Linked DNA regions of Mus musculus: regions 2 and 3 are each linked to region 1. A link is a contact called in public HiChIP or PLAC-seq and promoter capture Hi-C data. All regions are on one chromosome and are shown on one strand. Each heading gives the region's core, a stretch centred on a gene start, on an enhancer-like site or on the middle of the called end of the contact. The rest is flanking DNA. Distances are from core to core; before and after follow the strand shown.

The links. Promoter capture Hi-C pulls out the DNA fragments that hold promoters and counts their contacts. HiChIP or PLAC-seq counts read pairs in DNA pulled down with a chosen protein or histone mark.
Region 2: a contact with region 1 is called in a promoter capture Hi-C map of embryonic stem cells, with 5 times the contacts expected there. The contact joins the enhancer-like site here to the promoter of Bend5 in region 1. A contact is called at or near these places in 10 of 39 promoter capture datasets (the 3T3-L1 cell line, the HPC-7 cell line, cranial neural crest and 6 more), 1 of 484 Hi-C or Micro-C datasets (bone marrow-derived macrophages), 5 of 115 datasets of contacts at active chromatin or transcription factors (embryonic forebrain, embryonic stem cells, extraembryonic endoderm stem cells and 1 more) and 1 of 9 other capture datasets (embryonic stem cells).
Region 3: a contact with region 1 is called in an H3K4me3 HiChIP or PLAC-seq map of embryonic forebrain, with 5 times the contacts expected there. The contact joins the promoter of Agbl4 here to the promoter of Bend5 in region 1. A contact is called at or near these places in 5 of 39 promoter capture datasets (cranial neural crest, embryonic stem cells, frontonasal cranial neural crest and 2 more) and 2 of 115 datasets of contacts at active chromatin or transcription factors (embryonic forebrain and stem cell-derived neural progenitor cells).

What each region holds. Positions count from the first base shown.
Region 1 is chr4:111,412,248-111,417,268 of GRCm38.p6, forward strand. It overlaps Bend5 (BEN domain containing 5), which reads left to right and starts at 2,759. Exons shown (of 6, transcript NM_026279.3): 1 at 2,759-3,153. The coding sequence starts at 2,928. All of the region lies in intron 6 of Agbl4 (ATP/GTP binding protein-like 4), which reads left to right.
Region 2 is chr4:110,310,061-110,315,081 of GRCm38.p6, forward strand. It overlaps a transcript of Elavl4 not described here. Among named protein-coding and RNA genes, the nearest start is that of Elavl4, 26 kb to the left of the region's middle. Within about 2 kb of position 2,586, at least 18 of the 459 cell types and tissues checked have an H3K27ac peak or open chromatin away from gene starts, as enhancers often do. A contact at or near this core is called in embryonic stem cells, extraembryonic endoderm stem cells and stem cell-derived epiblast-like cells, where this site is marked.
Region 3 is chr4:110,394,787-110,399,807 of GRCm38.p6, forward strand. It overlaps Agbl4 (ATP/GTP binding protein-like 4), which reads left to right and starts at 2,912. Exons shown (of 13, transcript NM_030231.3): 1 at 2,912-3,119. The coding sequence starts at 3,086.

The DNA.
Region 1 (5,021 bases), core at 1,509-4,008:
GGCCTTTCTCCCTTCCCAGCTATATACATAATTTTCTAGGACCAGAAAACCTATGCACAGGGAAAGGATATGTACTAACTAAACTCCTTGTGCAACCCCAGTGGCTTCTGGTGTTACTTTATCAGATTATAATTCCATCCAGGGCATCTCCAGAGCATTTCTATAATTTCATTATCATGATAGAGACAAGAAAAAAAAAGAAGAAGAAGAAGAAACGGTTTCTTAGCAACCTTTTGAGATATAATTCGTATTAAAAAAATAAAAAACTGGTAGACATGGCTGATGCTAAAACAATTGAAACTCCCTTGAGTAAACCCTACCTCCATCTGAGTATTTGTTACTTTTTGTGATTGTCTTGCAGAGGAGCACACACCCAAGCCCTTGGGTGAGTCTTACTTCCTTCCCCTGAGCACCTCTTTCTCTCTTAACCCTTGTACTTAAGCCTACATTAAAACATCTTTAATAAAACAGACCACTCTGCTTCATAGTGCTAAAATCATTTCAGCATAGAAGCCACAAATCCCAGTTTGGCCAGACCTGAGATCCTTAAAGTGTTTGAGGGACTCCTCGGTTTGTGAGGGTGAAAGTATAGAGCAGTGTCACAGTTCTCTGACCTCTGACACAGTGAGGAAATCAACCATGCTGGGATAAAATTGGAAGGTGCCTGGTTGGTTCTTGAACAGTGTAGGGAACTGGGGAAAGAGAAGGCATTTGACTTGGTTTTCAGGGATAGCTGAGGTGGCCATGCACTCAGTAAAGAAGAACTTCCTAGGATGAGGGTAAGAAGCCAGCACAAGGCTGTGGTCATGCTAGGTTGGGAAATGCTAAATAATTGATGCAGACTCTGGAGTGGGCTGTGTCCAGGAAAGTGATGAAAAATGAAATTGATATTTTGGGGTGACCCTCACTTAGATGCAGAGATGTGCTAGAGTGCTACCTGAAGTTATTTTTGAAAATGTGGTCTGCAGTCTCATGGATTGTCATTAAATATGGCCAACTTTGCATGCCTCATCTTATGAGCTACCAGAATCTTACTTCTCATTAAATTCCCTTGACCACCAAAGTGATGTATTTCTAAAATAATCCATAGTCAAAAATAAATAATAATCAGGGGAACATATTTTCCAGAACACCTCAGAGTCATCGGATAAGTGAGGATGAAATTATTCATCAGGATGGCTTGAAGACCTATTCAGTTGACTGGATATAACCAATGGATTGCTTTAAGGGAACTTTATCTGACCTGCTACTCAGGCTTTGAGAGCTGTGTGGAGTTCAACAGTATAAAGTACTCCTCAAATCACAATGAAGTGAATTTGGGAGTTTGGCTTTATCTCTATCATGAGTATAGCTGATTTGGAATGTGAGCACAGTGCCTAAAGTTTAAAATGGTTAAATGCCTTTTATTATTATTGTGAGGACTAGCAACAAGAATGTGTGTATGTGGAATATGAGCATAAAGAGTACAAGAGAAAACAAAATCTCTCACCTATGCAAGAAACTCAGAATCATAATAAACATTTCAGTGCACTTGTTTTGTTACAGGTTAAATTTATTTAAATGAGTTTTTAAAAACATAGCATTTCGTTAAATCTACCACCTCCTTTATGCATGCCTTTATGAGAATACTTTTCTCACTATAACCTCATTATTAAGCTTTCTTAATGCTCTCAGACTAGAATGAAAGATTACAAGTAGCAGAAAAAATGGGTTATTCAGACAGTAATTTAATATTGACATAGGATCCAACTGAGATTCAAGTTCTAATACTTTAGTAAATACTACAAGGTCCTAGGTATCTATTCTTTCTATAGACCACCAAGCCTACAATATAACATGGAGTGTGTGCTCAGAAAAATATTAGTTACTTGAATAAAAGAATAAGTGGAAGAATGGATGTATGTGAAATTCTGTTTATCCTTCCCCCAAAATTCACCAATCTCTCTCTGACAAATACCCTGGTATTGAGCTAGACAATTGGAATATAAATAGCTCAGTTTCCCTGTAAGCATACAATACAGAACAAGTACAACTCTCAGCCTTCTTTCTCTGGAAGGTGTGGTTTGTCTGCAGGAACCAACCTTTCCAGGTTCTCATCTGTGATTTTGGAAACAGAGAAGGGACTGCTGTTCTGCCCAGTTTGGCTCCTGAACTCAACTGACTCCAGAAAGTCCGGCCTCTGCTCTGGCTCCCTAGAGCCCTCCATCCTTGTTTCATTCCAACTGTTCCAGCCCAGAATCAACAAGTAGTGGAGGCGATTCCTCAATGGAGAAAGACCACAGGGAAGAGGGGTGCCGCTGCTCCCTTAGGATAAAAACAGCCCTGGTCTAACCCTCTGGTATCCCAGCAGCTGGTTCAACTGGAAACCTCAGATTACTCTAGTTCTGGCCAAAAACTGGTTTGGCAGCTCTAGGGGAATGTTTCTGGCTCACTGACCCTCACAGCAGGTGCTGGCAATTTTGCAAAAGAAAGAGAAAAGGGGGAAATGGGTTTGGAGGGTGGACTGAAGGAACGGAGGCGCTTAGCTAAATTCGAAACACTAAACTATTGAATCCGCCCGAAAGCGACTTTTAGCAGCGCTCCTCCTATCCTCTAACGCTACTATCATATATGCTCTTTCCCCACCTTACTGCAATCGCACTCCGGCTGTGATTGCTCGGGTCTGACTTCGCAAGTGGCGGTGTGCTTCAAAACCCCCTCATCCGCCCCTCGCCCGGCTCTCTCCACTCCCCTCCCTTTTCCGCGCCCAGGCGAGAGCAGCCGATTGGCAGAGCGGGGCTTTCAGGAACAATAACAGTGGGGGGAGCCGGGGCCCCGGGGAGCCTCCCCGCCCCCGGCCCGGCTGCGGCTCACGCCCCTCTAGGGGTCCCCACCTCCGCACCGCCCCACGGGCTGACCGGCGCCCGGGCCCGCCCCCGGCGCCCACCATGTACGCCTTTGTGCGGTTCCTGGAGGACAACGTCTGCTACGCGCTGCCCGTGTCGTGCGTGCGCGACTTCAGTCCCCGCTCGCGACTGGATTTTGACAACCAGAAGGTGTACGCGGTGTACCGGGGCCCGGAGGAGCTGGGCGCCGAGCCCGAGAGTCCCCCGCGTGCCCCTCGGGACTGGGGCGCGCTGTTGCTCCACAAGGCCCAGATCCTGGCGCTGGCAGGTGAGCGAGCGGGCCGGGAGGGGCGTTGGGACCGGGCGGACCTGGGGCTGGTTCCGGGAGAGGCCGGGCGGCTGGGGCCAGGGAGCCACCGCTTGCTCTTGCCTCCCGTTCCGACTCCTTGGGCTTTCTTTTGGGTACCAGGTGTCTCTAAGAGGCCAAACCAGTTAAAAAGACCTGAGGGTCCCCTTTGTCTTCCTTGCTTCTCTGACACTCCTGCGCCTTGCTGTCAGTCAGCTTTCTCTACTCTGCTCTCTTCTTTCTGACTCTTTTGTATTCCCCTTGGCTCTTCATTTTCTGCTTCTCTAGCTGCCTACTCTAGCTGTCATCTCTCCCATCTCTCACCTTCACCTCTCTCAGTTACTTCCCTCTGTGTTGCTTTCCATCTTAAGTTTCGAAAACTGTACCTCCCTCTCTCCCTTTAAGGCCCTTGGCGTCTCCTTGGAGCAAGAAGCAGTGTTAGGTCCTTTTGATGGGGGCCCTTTTTCACAGAAGGAATCTCTGACACTGTTCCATCTGGGCCATCATTAGGACAAGGAGACCAAACCTCAGTGTACTGCCCAAGGGGCACAGGTGAGGAGGTGAAGGGCCTTAGGTAGCCTCATCTCCACCCCACTTTATGCATCTCCCAGAAGGCTCCTTGAGAGAAAGATGGTACAAACAGTTTCTAGTTCAGGTGAGGGCCTGACCTCCTAACTCTGATCACACCTGGGGGTGGGGAAGAGGGAAAGGAGACAGGCTGACAGGCAGGCAGGTGGTCTCTTGGTTAATGGGTAAAGATAGATTCAGTTTGTTAACAGGACAAGCCTTTCGGCCTCCTGTACTATGCTGTATCACGCTGAGACATAGGTTCCTCTTCAAGCAGAAACATTTGGCCTTCTTTCTGATCCACTTGTAGAAGGCTTGGGTGCACACCAAGTGGGGAAAAGGAAGTTACCACTTCAAGGCTGGAGAGCAGAGATGTAGCTGCTGCTGGTAAGAGTGCTGCCTTTGATTGAGTAGGCAGAGACTGTCACCTTCCACCTGGAAGACAACCCGGAGATTAGGAGCTGAATGAAGACATTGCAAAGATTTCATGGTTTTGACACTTTTCCTACTTTTTCCAGGGACCTATGTTTCCTCTCCTTTAGCCTAAAAATGAACCTAGCATGAATCAAAGTGACTTGTCCAAGATCCCTGGACAAGCTGTCAGTGTATCTCAGCCTGGTGACTGATTCCTTTTTAATAAATACCTCTAGAAAGTAGGCTTACTAGAATAAAGGGCCAAAAGATTTGGAATAGATCAACACCACATGGTCCTCTTTTTGAAAGGTTAAGTACTTATCACCTCCTAGACAGGTCCTGGAGGCACAGGGCTGTAAGTCCACTTACCACCAGACACTCTGGTCCAAGAGAAAAGAATGAGCGAGGGGGGATAGGTTTAGAACGGAAGTCTTTGTGGCTGATTAGGTTTTATTTTGTTAGCGTGCTTTCCTTTAATTATCTAGGAAGGGATTAGGAACTTATTCAGCAAGAGGATAAGCCTGAGGAAATGTTAACTAGATGGAATGTTAACTGTTTGCTACAAGAAAATCGAGGGTGTTTCTTGATGATCCAGACTCACGGAGATCCAGAGAGTAGATAGGATGGGTGTCAGGAGGCAGTGGCTAAAGACTCTTTTAGAGATTGTCGGTCTCCCTGTCTATCCACTCAGGCATCCATTTCTCCATTCCTTCAGGGAGTGTAGGCACATGGTACTCTTCAAGAAGTACAGGGAGCCTAGCTAGACAGATGGCAGCCTGCACTGACTCTTCTTGTAAAATCAATACAAGTTGCAATGAGTTATTAAAATACATACATACGTACGTAGGTACATACATAGGAAACCTAGG
Region 2 (5,021 bases), core at 1,336-3,835, 1.1 Mb before region 1:
AAGAGCATTCTGAAGATTGTGGCCACTTGCCAAAGTTTAATGGGTTATTCTGCTATCTAGGATGTGGGGGAGCAGGGTCTGTGGGAGTATGTGAGGGGTTCACAAAGCTGGCTGGCTTTGTGAGTGGGTACTCTTTCTTCTTTCTTGGTTTCCAGTACCCTGAGTGCTTGTAGGTGCTGGTCCATCCTTGAAGGTGGAGGGCATTTGGTGATTAGCATTATGGAAGCGTCATAACCCCTCAGAGACTCACAGCTCAGCAGTTCCTTTCTTGTTTGTTTTCTTTTTAAAAGAACTTTATGAGGCTTGAGGCTGCACATTTTTAGATCTGTACTTGGTTCGAGGTTGCATTGTTAAATATTTGTTTCCAATTTTGACATCAGCTGAATCCACTCCATTAGTGCAAGGGCATCAACACTGCAGGCGGGGCCGGGGGGCAGGGTGGCGGAGGGGAGATGAGCAACTCGGAAGTTTTTTCTGTAGATTTCCTGGGGATGAGTTGGTTTACGGATAGAAAGCAGGAGTTAGGAGACCTCGTAGTGGATGACTCAGACGTTTTGTACAAATGTTAATGTGTGTGAGTGTATAATTAAGTGATTTCTGGAATTCAGGAGTTGAATTCCCAGTTCAGCCAAGTCTCTGGCCACAGTGACATCATGATGCTAATATATCCTTCATTCCTGATTCAATAGTGACAGGTCAGCTCCCGTCTACTATGTCTGCTCAAGAGTCAGAGTTCTAGGCAACAATAAGCTACTTCTTACAATTAAAGCAAGTGTTCTTGGGCACGCACGACAAGTACAGGACGTAGTAAGGGACTAATTGGAGTAATTTTCTTCTTCTTTTTATTTGGTATTTTAAGATGGGATCTAGCCCTGTAGCTGAGGCTGTTTCTGAATCCTTAATGCTCCTGACTTCACCTATCAAATACCAGGACCTCAGACATGCACCACCACATCTGCCCAGAACAGTGTTTCGAATAAGCATGTCTGGGTCTAGGAACCATATATATTTTTTTCTTGTTGATTTGAGACAAGGCTAGAGGTGGCTGAAATTCATAATCCTACTGCTTCCACAATGCCTGTCTAGGAAAAAAAAAAGAACTTTAATAAGAAAAAAACAAAAACAAACAAACAAACAAAAAAACCTTTGATGTTAGTTAACTTGGGTTGCCATGATAAAATGCCATAGACAGGGTGGTTTGAACAAGGGAAATTTATTTTCTTGCAACTGTAAGAGTTGAAAGTATGAGGCTAGAGTTCAGCATGGCCAGATGCTGTGTGAGGAGTCTCTTCCTGGTTTGCAAATGTCTATTTCCTGTATCACCACAGGATAGAGAGAAAAATCCCACTCTACTTCTACAGCCACAAACCCTATTAGAGAGGACCCTAGCCTTATGATCACATTTAAGTTTGCCTTTTGAAGCTCTATATTGCAAATGCAGTCAAATTAGGAGTTAAAGGTTCAACACTTGAGTTTTGAGTGCACAATTCCATCCATATCAACCTTTTATATAGAAAGTTCAGTGTCCATCCACCTCATGAGGTTACATTTTAAGTCATGCCAATAAGGTAGAATTCTAAAAATAAAAATATCTTTATTCTCAATGGATTATTTTAGCCAAGATTTAAAAGCTGTAATAGGGACATGACCTGTTGTTTATAGGTCAAGCTGTAAAACGTATGATGCTGGAGACTGTGGGAGACGAGAGTGGGAGAGTGGAAGGAAAGCAGCAAAGCAGCAAGCATGCGAGGGAAGTGCCTTTGACCTGTCACTAAGTAGTTCTTTACCCTGGCCAAGGCATTAGCCCTTTCTGTATCTCTGTTTCTCCATTACACTAAGCTGGTTTAAATGAGAAAACACATTCATTCAAAATAAGTTATGTTTCAGAATTTAGGTTGGCTATTTGGAAGATCCAAATCAGTACAGCGATTAGGAAAAGAATCTCTTGCTCTAGAGGGGTCTTCATATATATATATGATAAGTAAGGATATATGATAAATATCTTTACACTCTGGGCTTCTTTTCTTTAATTTTCATCCCAGAAGATAACTGATTGACCCTCTAAGCCCATCCACTTCCTTGATGCTGGCATTCTTTCTTGGAAAAATAAATGGAAACAATGGGGAGGGGGTATCTCCCCTTTTCTCCCTTTTGTTGAGAAACAGCAGAGGCCAAAGAGTGACTTGCAAGCTCTGAATACAGGACTGGCCTTGGATCTGCAGAAGCCCTGAGACAATGCACTTAGTCTATAGCAGCCCCCTTCCTTTTCAAATGTAACATCCAGCCCTCCTCCGCTGAAAAGCAAACAACAAAGGAACAATGGCTACAATCCAGTTGTCTGGGGGTGGGGATGCAACACTCCCAGGATAGCAGGAAGCAGGGTCAGACTAAAATACACCTTATATAGATGCATGTTTCTGACTTTAAAACATTAATTCCATTGCAGAGTCACCAAACCATTTCCCAAGAATTCCCAAGATCCTTGAAGCCACCAAAAGCATCCTTATTATATTAGTATGCTAAAGGAATCTTTAGTGTATTCTTCGAGAAGGGAGCAGGGGAGTGTAAATGGGAAAAAAAAAAGAAAAGAAAAGCGAAGGGACAAAGAGTTGAATGGTTCCGGGAACTAAACAAAGGGAGAACTATACACCTTGTTTTAAAACTTGTTTTCCAAAGCCAAATTGGAAAAATCTTCATGCAGATTTTGGATAAGATGCTAGAGAGTTATCTATTTACAGTTCATGACTTTGATGTTCCTTAATGCAATTAGCAAGCCCCTTTCCAAACAAGTCCTACTTATTAAACCATAAAATAATTTTGCAAAAAAAATAAGTAATCATTTCTTCAATTGTAGACCTTTAGATGCTTGAATGCAAGTTAAGAAGGGAAAATATGGGACCACATGTAAGTTGAAGTATCCAGTAAGACCAAAACAGTAAAACATAAAAGGGGCAGAAGCTGGAAAGTGCTTTTTATCATAGAGGCAGGTGGATTGAGTTCTAGGCCAGCCTGTCTACAAACTGAGTTCCAGGACAGCCAGGGCTACACAGAAAATCCTTTCTCGAAAAACCAACCCCCCCCCCCCCCGCAAAAAAAAAAAAAAGACATCAACATGCATTGACTAAGACAAAATGCATAGTTACCACAAAGATGACTTCTAGTTACTAACACACATGAAAACATCTCTTCTCAAAACTAGTTAGATAATGCTGATAAAGGAAGACCTCCACCACTTGTGTCAGGGGGAGGCTTGCACCTCCAAAGTAAAGTTAGAATCAACAGCTTTCTACTGGGTCTTGGCCTCAAAGGTAAAGATTTTACCGTTCTATGCACTGAATGTTATTCACATTTAGGATATCTATTAATTTGATGTGTAAATAAAATGGTACTTTACCTATTAAGAGATTGTTTTGAAAAACATATTTTATGTGTATAGGTGTTTTGCTCACACATACAGCTCTGCACCATTTGCCTTGCCTGTCTGGTACCCACAGAGGTAGAAAGAAGGTATTGAAAATGGAGTTATTGGATGGTTGTAAGCCACCATGTGGTCTGGGAATCAAGCCTGAGTCCTCTGCAAGATAATGAATGTTCTTACCCTTGATGCTGTGAAGCTTCTATGCCCCAGTATAGGGGAATGCCAGGGCCAGAAAGCAGGAGTGGGTGAGTTGGTGAGCAGGGGGAGGGGAAGGGGGAGGGGATGGGGGTTTTTTGGAGGGGAAACCAGGAAAGGGGATAACATTTGAAATATAAATAAAGAAAATATCTAATAAAAAACTAAAAAAAAAATGTTCTTAACTGCTGAGTCATCTCTCCAGATCCAAGAGATAATACTGAAATGGCATTTCAATATGCATGTATCAGTTATGACAAGGTTTTGAAATGGTCTTCCCCTATACTTAAGGGTTAGGGCTTTTGTTTTGTTTTGTTTTTTTTGGGTTTTTTTTTTTTTTGACTCTTGCTACTTGTGAGGCTCAGCAAAAAGAATTCTTTACAAGGTGTAACCCAGATTATGAGAACTATAGATGGAATCAGTCTGTACCACTCTGTGCCATTGTCCTCTGAGTAGGTTCTCTGTGACTGTAGATTATTTTTCCAGTCTATAAAAGGTCATGGGTGCTATTGGAACTCTAGTCAGGCATCAACTTTAGGCCATCATTTCTCCATCAAAGGAAAGAGAGCTTCTACATTTCGCAGACATGAGCATCCTAGATTACCCATAGTGCTCAAGTGTCATTTGAGTAATTTATTGAGATAGCAAAGGCCTTTTGCATCTGATCATGCTGGGAAGAATGGAGTAAGTTTGGCATCCTTACACCTACCGAGTTGGCGACAGACATATTCCTCAGGAGGTTGGAATGAAATTTTTGAATGTTCAGAGGAAACCTATATACATTTAAGGTGAAATCTAAAGAATAAGAGAGAAAAACAAAACAAAACAACAAAAGAAACTCTTACCATTTGAGCACTAAGAATAGTCAAAGCAGAGGAAACAGCTAGTGCAAAGGTCCATCTAGTACAAGAGAGTTTATGGCTTGCTCCAGGAACGGACAGAAGGCTAGCGTGGCTGGCGTGTGACATGCAAGTTAGAAGAAGGTATGATATAGAGGCAGAGACTGAGGTAAAGCCAGGTCAGACAAGAATATGCTTAGCCATTATGTTTAGTGAAATGAGAGGGCTGGAAATTGTGTTTACAGCATGATCTCGGCCATAAAAAGTATGCATTCAAAGAGACCAGGGAGAAACATACGACAATGTTAACAGTGCTTATATAGGATAGCTCAGACTTTGGAACAAGAAAAAAACAGAATATTCTATCGAGGCCTCACTATCTGCTGCTTTTTTTTAACGTTCTCAAGCCTTAGTTACAAAAATCTATAAAATTATATTTGATAACAGTCACAGACACACAAGCATGCCATACATCCAGAATATAATTTTTTTTTATTATCATGACTGTCATTCTTAGATGAGGACCATAAGCAATGAATTGTATTTATACTGTCTTTAATTTTTCTACT
Region 3 (5,021 bases), core at 1,662-4,161, 1.0 Mb before region 1:
TATCTTTATGAAATTCATAAGTATGTACAGTTATTAATTTATTTGCCTTTAAATTACCAAAAGGTAAGAGTATTACATTTAATTGTGAGTCTCTCTCTCTCTCTCTCTCTCTCTCTCTCTCTCTCTCTCTCTCTCTCTCTCTCTCTCTCTCCCCCTGCTGCTTGGTCCACCACCTGCTTCCTACCATCATAAGCCAATTTTCAGGTGCACAGAGGTGGAACCATCAACTAGAAGTTGAAACCTCTTCAACTGTGCACCAAAACGATGCTTCTTTTAAAATATTGTTCTTGTATTTCTCAGGTCTTAGCAATAAATGCCTCTCTGTACTTTGCTCAAAGGGCTTTTTCTCATAGAAAGGAGGAAATGAAGTTGATGATGATGATTGGTGCTCTTAACTGTTTCTGAGCATTGTGCATGTTAGTTCTTATTGCACTGGAGTTGATCACTAGATTTCTTTTTTTTATTTTTAAATATTTTTTATTAGGTATTTTCCTTATTTACATTTCCAATGCTATCCCAAAAGTCCCCCATACCCTCCTCACACTCCCCTACCCACCCACTCCCACTTTTTGGCCCTGGCGTTCCCCTGTACTGGGGCATATAAAGTTTGCATGACCAATGGGCCTCTCTTTCCAATGATGGCCAACTAGGCCATCTTCTGCTACATATGCAGCTAGAGACAAGAGCTCTGGGGTACTGGTTAGTTCATATTGTTGTTTCACCTATAGGGTTGCAGATCCCTTTAGCTCCTTGGGTACTTTCTCTAGCTCTTCCATTGGGGGCCCTGTGATCCATCCAATAGCTGACTGTGAGCATCCACTTCTGTAACACTAGATTTCTATATGTTAATATTTTCTTCCCAACCAGTTTGTAAACTTAATGACATGGTATTTTTGGTGTGAAAATGACATGAGGCAACATTTCTTAGCCTGGTACTGGTACTAAAGAAGCCTGCTTACTGCTTTCTGAATAGACACTTAAATTCTCTTCACCTCACCTTTATCTTTTATAAAATTTTATTAATAGCAATTTTATAGTATTGTTTTGCTAACAAAATGAATTTGCTTGCATAAAAATGTGAGTGTAGCATGACTATTTCCCTCATTCCATACTACATATAACTCAGTGGCTAAGCACATGGAAGGTGTCATTTTAATAAGTGTTTACCGAGAGTGGGTGAATTCTATGTGGAATGTTTATTTGAAAAGAGGCACCCTAACTATGCAGTGGGAGGTTGCTGTCTGGATATAGAAACCACAGGAGGCCCCTAAAAAGATAGACTACCAGGGACACTCTGAATGATACCATGGGGAAACTCATTTCTAGGACCCTCAGTGGGGTGCTCTTCTAAGCCACTTTCCATGCTGTGCTATTTCATACAATAAATGTATGAAGTCGCTGGGAACTTCACTAAGAAAGAAGTACTCTACGTTTCCTCCCGAAATACTTCCCAAAGACTATATGGCACACAGAAGAACTGAATCTGGCAGTTAGCTAATTTTATAGGCATTTCATGTCCCTGCCCACCCGACAATTTTCTATCAACCCTTGTCTAACAGAACCTTTCGTAGAGATGAAAGTACTCTGCACATATGCTGTCTGCTATGGTAGCCACTAGCTACAAGAAATGAGCTAATGAGCACTTGAAACGTGGCCAGCACAACTAAATTACTAGGTTCTAAATAATATTTAAAGTAAAATCTGAACAGAGCATCTCTGTCCTGTGCTTCATTTCCCTCCTTACTACCAGCATCTGCACAGTGTCTGGCTCCCAATAGGCATCGGGAGAGATTTATTATTCTAAGCATACTAAGTTTTTAAAAATTTACTGGATTTTTATCAAGCAATGAAGCCCTGTCCATCACGCATGTGCGACACAAAGCAGTCTTCTGTGATAGGTAATGCCTTTTTCTCAGTTTGTTGACAAGAATACTGAGGCTCAACGGGTTTAAGATCCCCCCCCCCCAAGACTAAATAAAGCATTATAAGGTCAGGGTGTTAATGGAACCCACATCCTTCTCACTATTTTTTTTTCATCTCCCCATACTTAATGAAGTTCCTTTGTCTTTTTCAGCTTCAAATAACTGCTCTTACAAGGAAATTCTCACAAAGTCTCATGGCTCTTACTTGTCACTTTGCTGGTCATGTGGACATGTTGTGAATTTTAAACTGCCTAAGTGTCAAAGACATGTCTAACGAGTAGTTTCTATCCATATCTATCAATATTTTTTGTGAACCAATCCTGAATGTTCACTCATGCGGTAAAATATTCTTATGGTGCCCCATCTTATGACATATTTTAGTGCGGGTGAATGAATACGTATGCCACATCTCTAGCATTTTACCTAAAAAGCTTAATGGTCTCTCTTCTTTTCTGCATCAAGGCATTTTCTCAAACTCTGTAAGCCAGCTAGGCCCAGGAGAACAGAACAAGGAAATATGAGAGAGTTTCATTTAAGCAACAGAAAGCAATCTACAGCCATTCTGATGGAAATTAACAGACTAATGTCCCAGTTGCAGAGGAGCCAGGAGCCAGGGTCTTTAGGACATCTGTTTGCTTTAGTTTTGCTAATTATTCAATTAGTTCTCAATATTTGTAAGTTGAATACAGGTCACTCAGCATCTTCATGAAAGCAAGGACATTAAGGGAAGAAGCTTTGGGAAATTAAGAAACTTATCCCAAGTACTTAGAATAATCGCCAGCCTTAGAAATGCCAACCCACCCAGACATTTTGATTGGCACCTGGAGAGTGGGGCCAATAAAGTGTCATCCTTGCAGACTTAGTTTTGACAAGACAGAAGCGGCTAAGCAAGCTCAATCCCCAGGTTACTGTGGCTTGGGTGCAGAGTGCACTTCAGAGCTTGAAGGCGGTATGCTCGTGCGGGGAGGCGGAGCTTCGGCTGCACGCTCTCTTCTGCCCCGCCCCCTGCTCCCAGCCGGCCGCTCAGGGGCCGCCGGTTTCCCTGGCAACCGCCGCGCAGCGTCTTCCTGAGGGAGCCTTTTCTGTCAGCCCGCGGATCCCACCGCTCGCTCCCCACTGCCCGGTGGTTTTTGCGTGGGCTCATTGACTGACGGACAACAAAAATGGCGGAGCGGAGCCAGACAGCGCCAGAGGCAGGTCTGTGAGGGCTGTGGAGCAGGGGAAGGTTGAGGTGCCAGTCTTGGGCCTGAGGGGACTGGGGACTCTTCATTGCCCTATCCCTGAGGAGGCGCCCTTGTAGGATACTGCGGTGGTTACTTCAGGGTCAGGGTTCACTGGAGGTCTGTATCTCTCTGAGTGACCAGCAGGGAATTTCAAAGTTCTGCTGATGGAGGGCTTACACTCTTGAGTAAGCATGGGCCCAGAAAGGGTTTGGAAAGATGATATTGGACCCATAATAACGAGAGGCACCTATTATGGGGACTGAGTCAAAATCCTGGAAAAGGAATGTGTTCAAACTCTTGTGGTACCTTGGAAGGTATCCCCTCCCCCAACCCGGGATATGATTTGGAACTGGGGAGAGAGGAAGCAAGTTTATGTGGAAGATATATTACCTCCATTTGGGCTCCATAGAAGTGGAGTTTTTACAGAATATTTGTGTTTGAGAGAACTCTAAAGTCCTAAGAGTCACTAAGGAGTCACACACAAAGTATACAAATCTTGTCCTTAAGAAGGCAAGAGACTTGAAGGGTCACCCAACCAAAGGAGTCGGGAGTGCATACGTGTATTTGGGGTCTTGAAGGTCATTCAGAATTACGAAGGGTTACATGTCCTATCTCTGTGAGTATAAGATAGCCTTTAAGTAGCAGGGATTCTGATAAGAATGGAAACTCAGGATTCTGTTTCTTAAGGGTATCCTTATGGGTCTGGTTGGACTTAGAGAATTAGTAACCAACGTGCTTTACAGGCTAATAGAAGAAAGCAAGAGTCCTTTTTTTATATTAGGAGATTAGTAAAACTGGCAGAGGACTGAACAGCTGAAACTTTAAGGGTTAATATCAGTGTTTGCATAGAAAACCAGTGACTTTGGGATATACAGATTGGTGGGTAGTTAAAGTGAGCTATATATTACCTTATGTATGTGTTAATAAGACATTGCAAACTATAGCTATGAGTGACTCACTTGAACTACTCCAGACCCTCCTCACTGTGTGTTGCATGCATGCCTGTGTTTGTACACACACACACACACACACACACACACACACACACACACCACTAGTTATAAGGCTATGTAGTAAAGGAACAGTAACAATAAACTATTTGAAATGAACAAGAATGGTACAAGACACTATTATTTTTATGGCTTTTTATGATTTCTTTTTGATTGGTATCTCCATTTCTTCTATTCATTTTGCAGTGTGCTTCTTATGAAAAAATGTTTAGGAACACGAACAGAACATTCATCCACTCATGCACTTAAAATGTTTATTAAATGCTAACTATATGTGAAATACCAAATTAGGCACTCACTGCAAACCCTTTTTGATTCTCTTGATTTTTAAAAATCTTTTATCCCACTTGAATCAATTATATAAGTAAACAGATTATTATTTTTATCATTAAGTATCCATCTCCTTTGACTAATATATAAAATCTACAAAGGCTTTGCTTTGCCTATTAATCTCATATGGTCTAGAACTAAATCAGATGTAAAATATGTTCTCAATGAATAAATGACTGGATTAAATGGAAGTGATAGTTTACTTGAAAGGTGATAGAGATTGAATAAAGGGAGAGAGCAAAGAGAAGTATAGGCACAGAGAACCCAAGTGCAAAGACCTCAAGGCAAAATTATTAATATACTTTGTAAAGATCTTAAAGGAGACAAATGTGGGTGGGTGCTCATGAGACAATGGGAGGAGAGAGGTCGAAAGCTGAAGCTAGGCCTTATAGAACTGTAATTTTGTTCAAATTTCCCAAGGTTAATGGGAAACTACAACAGGTTTTAAGTGGAAATATAGAGTCATTAGAATAATTGAAAACTATTTCTGCTGTAGTAGAAAGTATTAATACAAGAGTGTCTATAGGAGAAACTGT